Regions from separate parts of the Sus scrofa genome. Here regions 1 and 2 are each linked to region 3. Evidence: chromatin contacts called from public promoter capture Hi-C data. All regions are on one chromosome and are shown on one strand. Each heading gives the region's core, a stretch centred on a gene start, on an enhancer-like site or on the middle of the called end of the contact. The rest is flanking DNA. Distances are from core to core; before and after follow the strand shown.

Region 1 (3,973 bases), core at 923-3,422, 360 kb after region 3:
TCTCTTTTTCAGAGCTACGGGTGTCAGAGAGACAGATATAGAAGAACAGCAGAGATATAAACAAGGAGAGAAAGAGACAGTAGAATTAAGAACGTGCAAGGTAAGGACTCAAGAAAACCCAGAAAACAACGGACAGAGACAGATGGGGACAAACACTTTTGGAACGAAAACCAGGGAAGAGAGGTTTATTAATCACAAAGTATTATTTACTTTGGGCCCAAACCATACGGGAGGCAGCACGACATAAATATTTGCCCAGTGAATGACCCAGTTACATGGCAAGACAGAGGTGCAGGAGAGAAAGTATCTGATCAGGGGTGAGGGAGGGAGAGAATGTTGGAGGCACAGAGGCTGAGGAGAACTGAGACTAACTAAGAGCCAGAAAGCAAAGATGTTGACATAGAGAGGCAAAGACATGGTGAGACTGAAAGAAACCAAGGCAAGAATAGCATCAGGTGACCTAGGAGACAATTGAAGGAAGAAAGACACAGGCTGAAGGAGACAGCGACTGAGCTTGCTAGAAAGAGATAAACAGAGGAAGAAGTTCATTTATTGCCAAACAATGTACCTAGTGTTCAATCCAGAGCAGCACCAGCACCAGACAATATGTACCAAAGAGTGACCCAGAGAGAGATGGGGAAGAGAAACCCAGTAAGATGGAGAGACAGGGAAACAGTGTGTGAGCTTAGGGCTCCAGGGGAAACAAAGACAGATGCATTGATCGAAGAGGCTGGGACTCAGAGACCAGGGAACAGGGACAAGGATGGGGAGAAGAAAACTGTCCCAAGGTATGGTTATCTTGACTTGCAGATAGACCCTTACCTGATCGTGCTCCTCTTCTGCTTTAAGGAATCCATTCGTCTGCAGGCCCCCTGCTGTGTTACAACATCAACGTGGCCCCGGCTGGGAGGCCATGGGAGGGTGGTATGGGCAAGGAGTCAGGCATCATGGTCCAGGCTTGGCCTGTGGCTCTGGGGAGGAGAGATGAATAAGTAGGAGTATTAAGGGCAGAGAAGAGGAGGCCAAGCCCCAAGTGCTGGGGGCCCAAGGGGCAGGGCTTCCCAGAAGAGGAAGACAAGAATGGACAAGTCAGCTTCCTCATTGCCCCAACCAGTCCATCTGGTCCTCTCCACCTCCCCAGTGAGAGCCAACAGGATTAGAGGCTAATTGTTAACTCAGCGCTTAGAAGTACAAAGCATTGTCCCAAGCATTTAAACTAACTTATATAATGCTAGAAAACACTCCATGTGCCAGGCCTATTATCATCCCCTTCTTGCAAATAAGGAAAGTAATACACAAAAAAAGGTTTTGCCCAAGGTCTTATGCTTAGTAAGGAACTGAATTTGTCTCTGCTTCTCCCTAGACCTCCATCTTCCCTCTCTTTCTAACATCCTCCCACCTCCCGTCATTATTTCCCCCACCCTCCGTCTCTGTCCACTCCCCTCTGGGTCTCCATTCCTTCCCTCCTCTGAATCTCGGTCTCCCTCTCTCTAATTCTCTCCACTTTTCTTTTTCAGGAATTTTTTTCTCTCCACCGCGTCGCCCCAGCCCGCAGCCTCAGCTTGCCTCCTCTGCGCTCCAGTACCGTGCACATCCCTCATACCGAACCCGCTGGGCCACTTGAAACTCTCTGGCTGGGAGAAGCAGCCTCCGGGTGGCAGAGGCTGAGGAGGGGTTAAGGAAGGGCCATCTGGGAGAAGAGGGTGAAGCTGAACCTAAAAGGTGGAAACACCGGATGCCACAGACAGGACTGCAGCAAGAAGATCTCGGGTTAGACCTCAAGCAAGACTTCTCAAGCTGCGGCCGCGCCTGGCAAGCGCGGCACGAGACAAGGCAGAGGTGAACCCGATAAGGAAACGCTCAAAGATTGGGGTCAGACGGTTCCCTACGTCCGGACTGGTCCCGCCAGCCCCGCCTCCTCACCTCCAAGACTCGGGCCGCTGGGTCCTCCGGGAGCCACCGAGAGGCCGTCGGCGTCGGGCCAGAGCGTCAACGCACGACGCGTCTTCCTACTTCTGCGCGACATCTCCCTCGTTCCCAGCGCCCTTTCTTCCGGAAGACTATCGAGAACAGAGACTGGATATGGCCAGAGAGGCCCCGACGTACAGACCCTTCCCTCCTAGGGACCAGGGAACCGACACCCAATTCCGGAGGCGTCTATCTAGCCGGTCCTCCGATCACCATAGAGAGGGCGGGCGTCGCGGTAGAGTGCCGCGTCGCGTCCATGTGACGTCACGTACGAGCCCTTCACTGACGGCTTTCCCCGCCCACCCTAGCTCCCTGTCTCTCTTTCCGGACCTGGCTAAGGAGGAGGCGCCATCATGGTGAGCGCGCTTTGCGGAGTTTGGGCATTGATCATCCGTTGCCATCCGCTGCGGTCTGGGACCGAGGATGTTCCAGAGGGAGGCAGGGGTCCCAGGGTGTCCAAAGGAAGCGACTCCCGGGCTGGGGAGCTATTTTGGGGGCTTGAAGAGCAGAAATGGGAGTCGTCAATTTCTCGTCCTCCCGTATTCTTTTATGGTTCCCATTGAGTACATGACCAACTTGAGGGGTAAGGGAGTTAAATATGACCGGTAACGTAATGACAATAAAGAGCGGAGTCAGAATTCGGACCCAGGCGCTGATCCCACAGCCACTCTTGCCTGTGCTGCCCTTGGACCTGTCACTCCCCGGCCTGGAAAGCTGGGTTCTGGGGGAGTTGCTGAGCGTCTGGTGCCTGGGTGTGGGGACCAGGCAGGCTTCGATTCGAATCTCAATTCACTGCCCAACGTATCATTTCTGTGCGGGGAAAGCATCTTGACTTTATCATTGGGGGCCCAGTAATTATGTCTCACAGATGTGAGTTTGGGAAGAAATAAGTCCCGGGAAGTGTGCTTGTTGTAGGCTTTTGCGTATATTAAGTGCTGGAGGTATCAGTGGTCAAATACCTCTTTCCAGTTAATAGCATAGTAAACAAAAAAAAACCTCTTTAGGCAAGTAGGCAGGGGCTGTAGTGGAAATCGTAGGCTGCTTTCAGTTTTTTTTTAGCGCTAAAGTGGGAAACTAACTTCATAAAAGATTGTTGGATTCAAGGAGATAGTATAAGAAAAGTCCTAGAAGTAGTTTTGTACGGATTACTGAAAAAAAAAGTTCATTGATACCGTAATACCTTTTTAAGTCTGCCTTTGGTTTAAGTGATTTTGGTTCTGCTTTTTCGGAGTGAGTTTGGGGTGCTTAAATAATACATCCCTGAAAACACAGTTTAGTTCTTTGGAACTAAAAATTTGAGTCAGTGTGGCTCCTTTGTTGAGGTCTTTCAGGGTGTGTGCTGTGTGTCATGTGCTGAAGGCTTATGTTGAATTAGTTTTTTTCTACAAAGGGGTCATTGGGTAGGGGGTTAAGTGGTTTTTCCCAGAGCTCTCCGAGTGTCAGATTGGAGTTCGTTGTCTCCAGAGACTGCATTAGCTCTTGCTCAGAGGTAAGGGCTCATTGAGAATGTTTGTGAGGTGAGGATCGAGTCAGGGCTGGGTTCATGGTCTTCCCTTCACCCCTGCAGGGAGTTGACATCCGCCACAACAAGGACCGAAAGGTTCGACGCAAGGAGCCCAAGAGCCAGGACATCTACCTGAGGCTGCTGGTCAAGGTGAGGTTGGGCCTGAGACCCTTAGACAAGGCCACCCCCGAACTACAGGTTCCAGAGCCTCTGTGGCAGTATTGGTCCAAGCTCGAATCACTGGTTCTTTCTCCAAGCTTTTGGGGAGTCCAGAGTTTTTCATCCTCTGACCTTGGATGGGGAGGGAGGTTTTCTGGGTCTCCAGCCAGGAGAGATCTGGGCCAGCTCGCTCCCTTGGGCTCAGCAGGATGGGGGAAGCCCTCAGTCATTTGCCCCTTTGTTAGAAAGCCATGGGGGAGTCGGCTGCCCTGGGGCCTCATTCTTCCTTTTTCCTTCTCCAGCTGTACAGGTTTCTGGCCAGACGAACCAACTCCACCTTCA
Region 2 (3,937 bases), core at 68-2,567, 380 kb before region 3:
AAGGAGGGCGGCCTGTGCGGGGATTTCCCGCTGGGTCCTACTTCTCAGCACCGACACCTCCGCCAGGCAGGCCCCCGGAGGGCCTGAAACTCAGCACCGGAACCAGCCTCACACGCCTGCACGAGAACCAAACCTCACGGAACACCGTTTAAGGCATCCACGCTCCGGACCCTCACACAGGGCTTCAGGAAGGGGGAGGTTTCACTCCCACCCTCACAAATGCCCTGGGGAGAGAAACGGAGCAACGTTCGCGGCCTCTAGTCCCTCAGATCCCCTTCCCAAGACAGACTCTCTCTCCCCTCGCCTGGAAGGCTCCAGCGGGGAGGTGGGCTTTGGGACACGCCCCATGAAAAAGAGGTCCCTCCCACACAGCAGAAATGGCCACAAGGGGGTGCACGACGCCTTTTCGGGAAGGACCTCCTTCTGCTAGATGCCCCCCCCCAACCAGAGGGAGGTCACAGGGGCATGCTCCACCCCCCCCCGCCAGCTCCCCAAGCCCCGGGCGGGGGAGAATCCATCGACAGGAAACTGGGGTGGGAGGGGGGCCCAGAGGGAACCAATTCGTCTTCCTCCAATCCCAATTCAAGAATGCACGAAACCTGGACCGATGCCTAAGCAGATGCCCCGCTCCCACAAAGGGTTTGTTCAGGGTCAAGATACATCGGCCCTCCCAAGAGACTCTTTACTTGGCGGAGCCCCTAAGTCAGTCCCACCCCGAGATGCTTGTCACGATCCCCGGGGAGGAGGGCAGGGGGCCTCAGAGGGAGGGTCGGAGCCTCCTCCCCGCCCCCCCTCAGGGCGCCCCTCCCCCGACCGGGGGCGGGGCCTTTGTCCCGCACGTGGAGGCCGCCCGGCCGGCGGGCACGGCACACCCCCTCCCCACCCACCGCGCTGCGGCCACGTGGGGACCAGGCCGGAAGCGCCCCCAGCCCTTCTCATCGTGGGAGGGGGCACGAGACCCTCGATTCTAGGGGGTGCCACAGGCGCTCGAAAGCTAGGGAACCCGCACCTCAAACGGCATCCCGGATCCGGAGCATGCGGCGCCCCCTCCGTACGACTAAAGGATTTCAACCCCAATCCGGCGACTCAGAGCCCCTTCCCCACGACGGAGGCATAAAACGCTGACCCTCAAACTGCCCCCCGCCCCCGACGGCGCTCCAGGCGCTCACCTCCATGATGCAGTTCGCGGCCTCGGCTGCCGCCATCTTCACCCGCACCTACTCCTCCTCCGGCCGCCGAGACCCCCCCCTTCTCCGCACTCCCCCGGGACCGCCTTATACCGGAGGGTCCACGGCCCGCCCACCGCGACCCCGCCAGGAGATCTCATTGGTAACGGAGGTGACCCGTCTGGGAATACCGCTTTGCAATTGGGCTAAAAAGACGCCCATCAAAATTGAGGAGACCGCCCAGTCTGGCGTCCAGAACCCCGCCCCTTTAGGTCGACCGGGATGGGAGGGACTGCCTGTCTATCGCAAGAAGTGCGACAGGTGATTGGGCAAAGTCAACAGGGAGTTCCCGCCCCTTTCCCCTCAGCACCGCCTTCAAGCTTCCCGGCGGACCCCGCGCCAAGCGGACATCTTGAAACAGAGCAGTCTATCACAAAAATGACCCGCCTCTTGATGGCTGCTATTGGTTTATCAGCTGTTGTGACGTCACGAAGCTTTTGGCCGGCCTCAAGGAGAACGTGACGATTGGCCCACGAAAAAGGAAGGCAGGGCTTTAGGCTCCAGCGATTGGCTCAATAGAACTGTCAGTCATCGCCCTTTTGATGGCTTCTCCCAGCCGGAGGGGCGGGCACTCAGGAGGAACGAAGGAGCTTGTGCCCATTTTCCTGAAGGAAAACTGACCCAACGAGAGGCCCAAAGAGAGGGAGTTCATGTCTGGGGTCCCGAAACAAATCAGGAATGGGGCTCGGGCGTCAAGGTATTTAACCCCTGGCCCGCTACTTAATTGTTCCATGTTTTTTAAACCCAGTGACCCCACTCAAGCCACTTTGCTTTTTGCCAAGTCCACCCCTGCAGGTAACACACGCCCCCTTTTTCTGTCCAACTCCTTTGTCAGTCAGGGCGCCCTTTAGCTGCCACCTCCTCCAGGGAGCCTTCCTAAACCTGCAGGAAAATTACGTACTGAATGAAGATGAGTGCCACTGGCAGAATATATGCATCACCCCAGAAAGTTCTTTCATGACCTTTTCTATTCAACATCTCCCCACCCAACCCCAGAAACCATCACTTTCTGTGTTGTCACCGTCACGCATCTTTTCCATGTCTAAAATTTCGTAAAAATGATAAAAACATTTTTGTAAAAATGTAATTACAGTATGTACACAAGTGTTTGTCTTCTTTTACTGAGCATAATGCTGTTGAGAATCATTCATGTCACACCTAGCAGTTGTCCAGTCCTTTTCATGGCTGAGGAGTAGTCCATTGAATCCATGGGTTACATTTTCCTCTTGATGGGTATGTGGGTATGTGGGTGGTTTCCAGGATAGGGCTGTTAGGAATAGAGTGGCTGTGAACCATCATGACCAAGGCTTTCTCTGGATCTATGTTTTCCCTTTTCCTGGGTAAACTGAGAACACAGCTGGGTCATATGCTAGGTGTATCTTTCTAAGAAACTGCCAAAGTTCCCCTCTGTATTGTAGCATGTTGCATTCCCATCCGTGACCCATGAACGTTCTGTGGGCTCCACATCCCCTCCAGCACTTCAAAAAATCAACCTGTAATTTTAAGAGTCTTGTAGGTATAAACCGATTAGCTCATTTGCATTGCCCTCATCACCACGGCTGTTTAGCCTCCTTTCACCTGCCTTACTGGCCATCTGTGTATCTTCTGCCAGGGTCTACTCAAGTCTTTGGTGTATTTTTAACAAGCAGTGCTGTTTTCCCTTTTCTTTTCTTTTCTTTTTTTTTTTTTTCGGCCACAGCCAAGGTATAGAGAAGTTTCCAAGCCACAGCAGTTACACCAGCCATAGCAGTGACAACACAGGATATTTAATCACTAAGCCACCAGGGAACTATTTTTTTCTAATATCCAACCGTTTTAAGCCAATCAATTACTTTTGCATTGTGTTGCTAAGAACGAGATATTATAATAAATTCTCAATGTCAGGTTTTGGGTTTTTTTTGGAGGGGGGGCACACCTGCAGCATATGGAGGTTCCCAGGCTAGGGGTTGAATCAGAGCTGTAGCCGCCGGCCTACACCACAGCTCACAGCAATGCTGGATCCTTAACTCTCTGAGCGAGGCCAGAGATGGCACCTGAGTCTTCATGGATACTAGTCACATTTGTTACTGCTGAACCACAATAGGAATTCCCTCAAGGTAAGTTGTTGTAAAGGAGATGGCACTGGGGAGAGATAAAGGGGCAGAGTATAGAGGGAAGAGGTCTGAGTTGGAGGTAAAACCAGGGGAGTTGTCAGGGTCAAATTTTGCATTTTCAAAAAAGGCAGCCACACGGGACAACAGAGCAATGGACCACGGCAAGTCTCAACTGAGATGTGTTATGGCTATTAAACCCACACCAGATTCTGAAAACTTCTTATTAAAAAGGAGTCTGTAATATTTTAATATTTTATACTGATCACGTTAAAATGATTCTGTTTTGGATAAATGGGGGAAAAAACGTGTTATAATGAATTCACCTGTTACTTTTCACTTGGCTTTTTTTTTTTTTTTTTTTGGCCCTGGCATGAGGCATATTGCTGTGGGATCTCAGTTCCCAGACCAGGGTTTGAACCCGGGCCGCAGCGGTGAAAGCACCAAATCCTTACCACTAGACCACCAGAGAACTCCCACTTTTTAGTTTGCTTTAATGAGGCTATTCATGCATTCTAAATAATGCATATGGCTCATCTTCTATTTCTGTTGGCCAGTGATGCTAATAGGCTACGGAATGGTCAAGATTACTGGGGGGTTGGAGTTGGTGTGACCAGAAGT
Region 3 (4,017 bases), core at 1,164-3,663:
AATACGCATACCAAGTTAGGAATGTTGGTATTTCCCACACCCCAAAGATCATCTTGAGGACACCAGGAAGCCGGAAACCCCTTGAGAAAACATTGCTGAAGGCCAGGAGTCCCTAAGGGTGGCCACCGCCCAGCCACGGAGCACCAGCCCAGAGCCTGCACACACTAGGTAACTGCTACCTTCCTGGAGGAACCAGAGCTATTTTCCAGTGCTTACCATGTGCTGGGCACGTTCGGAAGTATCACAAGCATTAACTTGTTTAATTCGCGCAAGAATTCCAGCAGGTAGAGCCAGAGCCTGTTTTTATGCCCAGATGACGGATGAGGCCCAGAGAGGTGAAACGTTTTGCCCAAAGCCACACAGCACGTGTCCCAGCCGAGATTAGAACCCTAGCAGGGCCTGTGCTCTTGAAAATCATGCCCCCTTGGACGTGCGGAGTGAGGGTTTCTTGGAGGAGTGGACGAATGAATGAAACAGCGACAGTCGAGAGAGAAAAACAGAGAAAGTGACACCAGGAGGCGGAGACACACGGGAGAGACACGAGGAAGGAAAGAAACGGAACCCAGCCCTGGGGCTTTAACACGGACCCTGAGCGTGAGAAGGATTAGTTGGATGTGTTTGCAGAAGGACCGAAGCCCTCCCCGAGGGAGAGAGCCACCAGGGAACGCCCTTGGGAGTGTCTGCGGGGACAGGACTGGGGGAGGGGAGGAGCCGAAGGGCGGGGTCTGAGGTGGGCGGGGTGGACATCTGGGGTCGGTCCCCGGGTGGGCTCCTCACCCCGGATCTGTGGGGTCAACGATGAAAGTTGTGCACGTCTTCTTCTTGAAGATCTTGGGGATATAGCTCTGGGGACAAGAACAAGGGGTGAAGGGGAACCAGTTCAGTCCTAAGGGACACAGAGTGACTCACCCGCGCCCCAGCCTAGACCTAGGAGTCCAGGACCCCAGCGCCCGCCTCCCCCAAACTCAGGAGACTCGATTCCCCCCAGCCCCCATCTGTCCCCAAGGACCCAGGCGTCCGAGGCCCCAGCAGCCCCCTTCTTTGACCCAAGAATCTGGGTCTCCAGCGCCCTCCTCTCCGGGAACCAGGGGTCCCGGCCCCCAGCTCCCTGTTCCCTCAGACCCGGGGTCCGGCCGCTGTACCTGCTCCTTCTCCGCACCCACCATGCTGCTGCAGCCTCTGCAAACTATCCGACTCCCTGCATTCCCTCAACCAACCCGGGCTCTAGACGCGCCCGGGACAAACCGGATCCACTACGTCCCAGCCCAGCCTGGGCGGGGCCAGGTCTAGGGGGCGGGGAATCTCGGAGACGCGCAGAGCGGGAGGCGGGGCAAAGGGTCTGAGGGACCGGCAGGCGAGACCCGGGGAGAGGGGGCCGGGGACCCGGGGTGGGGGACAGGGACTCAGAGAGGAAATGCCAGTGATGAGGGAGAGGGCACACAAAAAGGGGATGGGATGGGGACACGAAGCCTTAGGTTGGGACAGGGAATCAGAAAGGGGGGACAGAGATTGGCGAGGGGCTACATCGACCCAAAGCGAGGGGGGGGTGCTTGGAAGGAAGTTGGCGGGGGCGGGGTGGGGGCGCGGCGGAGACACTCAGACTGAGAGGGAGAGACAGAAGCCTGAGAGTGAGAAGGGGACAGAATCCTGGGGAGGGGGACAGGGACTCCAAGAGAGCGGGTGAAGAAACAAGAACTGAGAGAAGGGAACCCACAGAGAAGGCTGGGAACCCAAAGAGCGAGGGGTGAGGACAGCAGTGATAGGATGAGGGGGAGGTACTGATACACAGGCAGGGCCCCCATGTCTCCTGCTAGCTCTCCAGGGACAGGGACAGCTGCAGCCTCCTGAGTAACCTGAGCCCCCTGCACACACACACCCCCTGCTGTATTTATAGCCCTGGCCTGGCCCCATCCCCTGCCCCCAGATCTGAGTTCCAGGGACAGGAGGTCATGGGTACGCACGCTGGAGCACAATTCCTCTCACCCCTGTCCAGGGCTTCCCTGTGGGCATCCACCATCTCAGCAAAGTCGCCCGTTCTGGCCGGAAACTCCCCATAATCTAACCCCCAATCCTTCCTTGGCAGGGGTCTCTCCCCTCAAATACACCCTTCCCGCTCCCCTCCTCCCATGGCCCGGGCTCCCCCCAAATTGGCCCACTGAAAATTTGACACCATTTTTGCAGCTGCCAAACCGGAACTTGTCGGCATTCAAAATCAAGTCCCTTGGCCCCCTCTCCTGGCCAAAGAGAGACCCCTTCTCTCACCCCCTCCCCAGCTGAGAGGAGAAAGAGCCGGAGGGGAGGGGCAGGCCGGGCCTAACCCAGAATAACTCCGGGCCGAAAGTAAATTTAGCCACAGAGAGGGGAGGGGAGAGACCCTATTGGCTGGGGAGCGGGAGGGAGGGGCGGAGGGGGTCAGGGGGTTCTGGAGATTGTCTCAGAGGGGTGTCTGGAGCCTGGCAGTGAGGGCCAGAGGGCAGAGACAGAGAGAGACACAGCAAAGGAAAGACACAGGGAGAAAGAAAGAGAAGGACCCCAAAGGGACAGGGACCCCAGTATTCATCGACATAGCCTCAGCCACAGCGGGAGCCAGCCCAGGGAGAAGCTCTGCTGCTGGTCTGTCCCCATGGGCCACCCTGGGCCATGGTTGCAGGCGTCTCTCCTCTGGGCTGCTGTGGCCAGCCTGCTCCTCCCCCCTGCTATGACCCAGCAGCTGAGAGGGGCTGGGCTGGGCCCCAGCAACTTGAACAACAACGCAGGCATCCCCGGGCCCACAGAGGACGCATCAGGCAAGTTCGGTCACTCCGGGCATAGCCATAGAAGCCATGGGGATGAGAACAGCGATGTCTCCACGGAGAGTGGGCATCATTTCTGGGCCTCTGGAGACCACGGAGAAGAGGAAGAAGATGTCTCCAAAGCAGCCCATCCCCGCCAAGGCCACAGGTACCAAGGCCACGAGGTGGGAGATGAGAACATCTCTGAGGAGGAGGGAACCACAGCGCATGCTCCGCAGGCGGGTGGGCACAGAGGCCGTGGGAGCAAAGACATGGATGATTCAGCTGAGCCCAGGCACCACTTCCCCAGCCATGGGAGCCACGGCCACCAAGACGAGGATGAGGATGAAATTGTGTCCAGCGAGCGACACCATCATATCATCAGGCATGTACGCCGAGGCCATGGAGAAGAGGAGGAGGAAGAGGAGGAGGAAGGCGGCATCTCCACCGAGTATGGACACCAGGCCCACGGGCACCGAGACCACGGGATGGAAGAGGACGAAGACGTCTCAGCTGGACGTCACCATCACGGCCCCAGCCACAGACACCGAGGCCATGAAGAAGAAGAAGATGACGACAATGACGGTGACTCCGCTGAGTACAAATATCAGACGCACGGGCATCAAGGCCACGAGAAGGAAGAGGATGGAGACGTCTCAGACTCGCACCACCATCATGTCCCTGGCCACGGACACCCAGGCCACAGAAATGAGGAAGATGAGGATGAGGTCGTATCCACTGAACACTGGCACCAGGTTCCCAGACATACCCACCATGGCCTTGGAGATGAGGAGGAGGAAGGAGAGGAGGAGATCACGGTCAAGTTCAGCCACCATGCTGCAAGCCCCCAAGCCCAAGGCCACAAGAGCACTGAGGAGGAGGAGGACTTCCCAGACGAATATACGAGAGAGAGCCCTGGTCGTCACCACCCCGGGGTCCTCAAGGAGGAAGATGAGGACATCTCCACCAAGCTTGGCCACCAGCCTGCCAGCCACAGGCAGCAAGGCCACAGAGGATCCATCAAAGAAGAGACTAGCTCCCGTCCCCGGGAACACATGGGGGTCAAGGATAGAAGCCATTTAGGGGAGGGTGATTCCGAGGAGGAAGAGGAAGAGGACCACAGCTCCCCTGAAGAGGATGGTGAAGGTTCAGAAGAGGAAGGAGAAGGCACCCACCAGGGCAGCCTGGACCGGGAGGATGAGGAAGACGAGGAGGAAGGTCATGGCCTCAGCCTGAGCCAGGAGGA

The links. Promoter capture Hi-C pulls out the DNA fragments that hold promoters and counts their contacts.
Region 1: a contact with region 3 is called in a promoter capture Hi-C map of liver, with 6 times the contacts expected there. The contact joins the promoter of RPL18 here to the promoter of HRC in region 3. A contact is called at or near these places in 2 of 5 promoter capture datasets (fetal liver and liver) and 2 of 2 datasets of contacts at active chromatin or transcription factors (alveolar macrophages and skeletal muscle).
Region 2: a contact with region 3 is called in a promoter capture Hi-C map of liver, with 2.6 times the contacts expected there. The contact joins the promoter of PRMT1 here to the promoter of HRC in region 3. A contact is called at or near these places in 1 of 5 promoter capture datasets (liver) and 4 of 47 Hi-C or Micro-C datasets (embryonic fibroblasts, epiblast stem cells, heart right ventricle and 1 more).

Annotation. Positions count from the first base shown.
Region 1 is chr6:53,976,880-53,980,852 of Sscrofa11.1, reverse strand. It overlaps RPL18 (60S ribosomal protein L18), which reads left to right and starts at 2,172. Exons shown (of 7, transcript XM_021094700.1): 1 at 2,172-2,324; 2 at 3,536-3,622; 3 at 3,934-3,973. The coding sequence starts at 2,322.
Region 2 is chr6:54,716,225-54,720,161 of Sscrofa11.1, reverse strand. It overlaps PRMT1 (protein arginine N-methyltransferase 1), which reads right to left and starts at 1,317. Exons shown (of 9, transcript XR_002344722.1): 1 at 1,170-1,317.
Region 3 is chr6:54,340,034-54,344,050 of Sscrofa11.1, reverse strand. HRC (sarcoplasmic reticulum histidine-rich calcium-binding protein) reads left to right here and starts at 2,413. Exons shown (of 6, transcript XM_003127287.5): 1 at 2,413-4,017. The coding sequence starts at 2,624. TRPM4 (transient receptor potential cation channel subfamily M member 4) reads right to left here and starts at 1,277. Exons shown (of 24, transcript XM_021094712.1): 1 at 1,143-1,277; 2 at 778-845. The coding sequence starts at 1,166.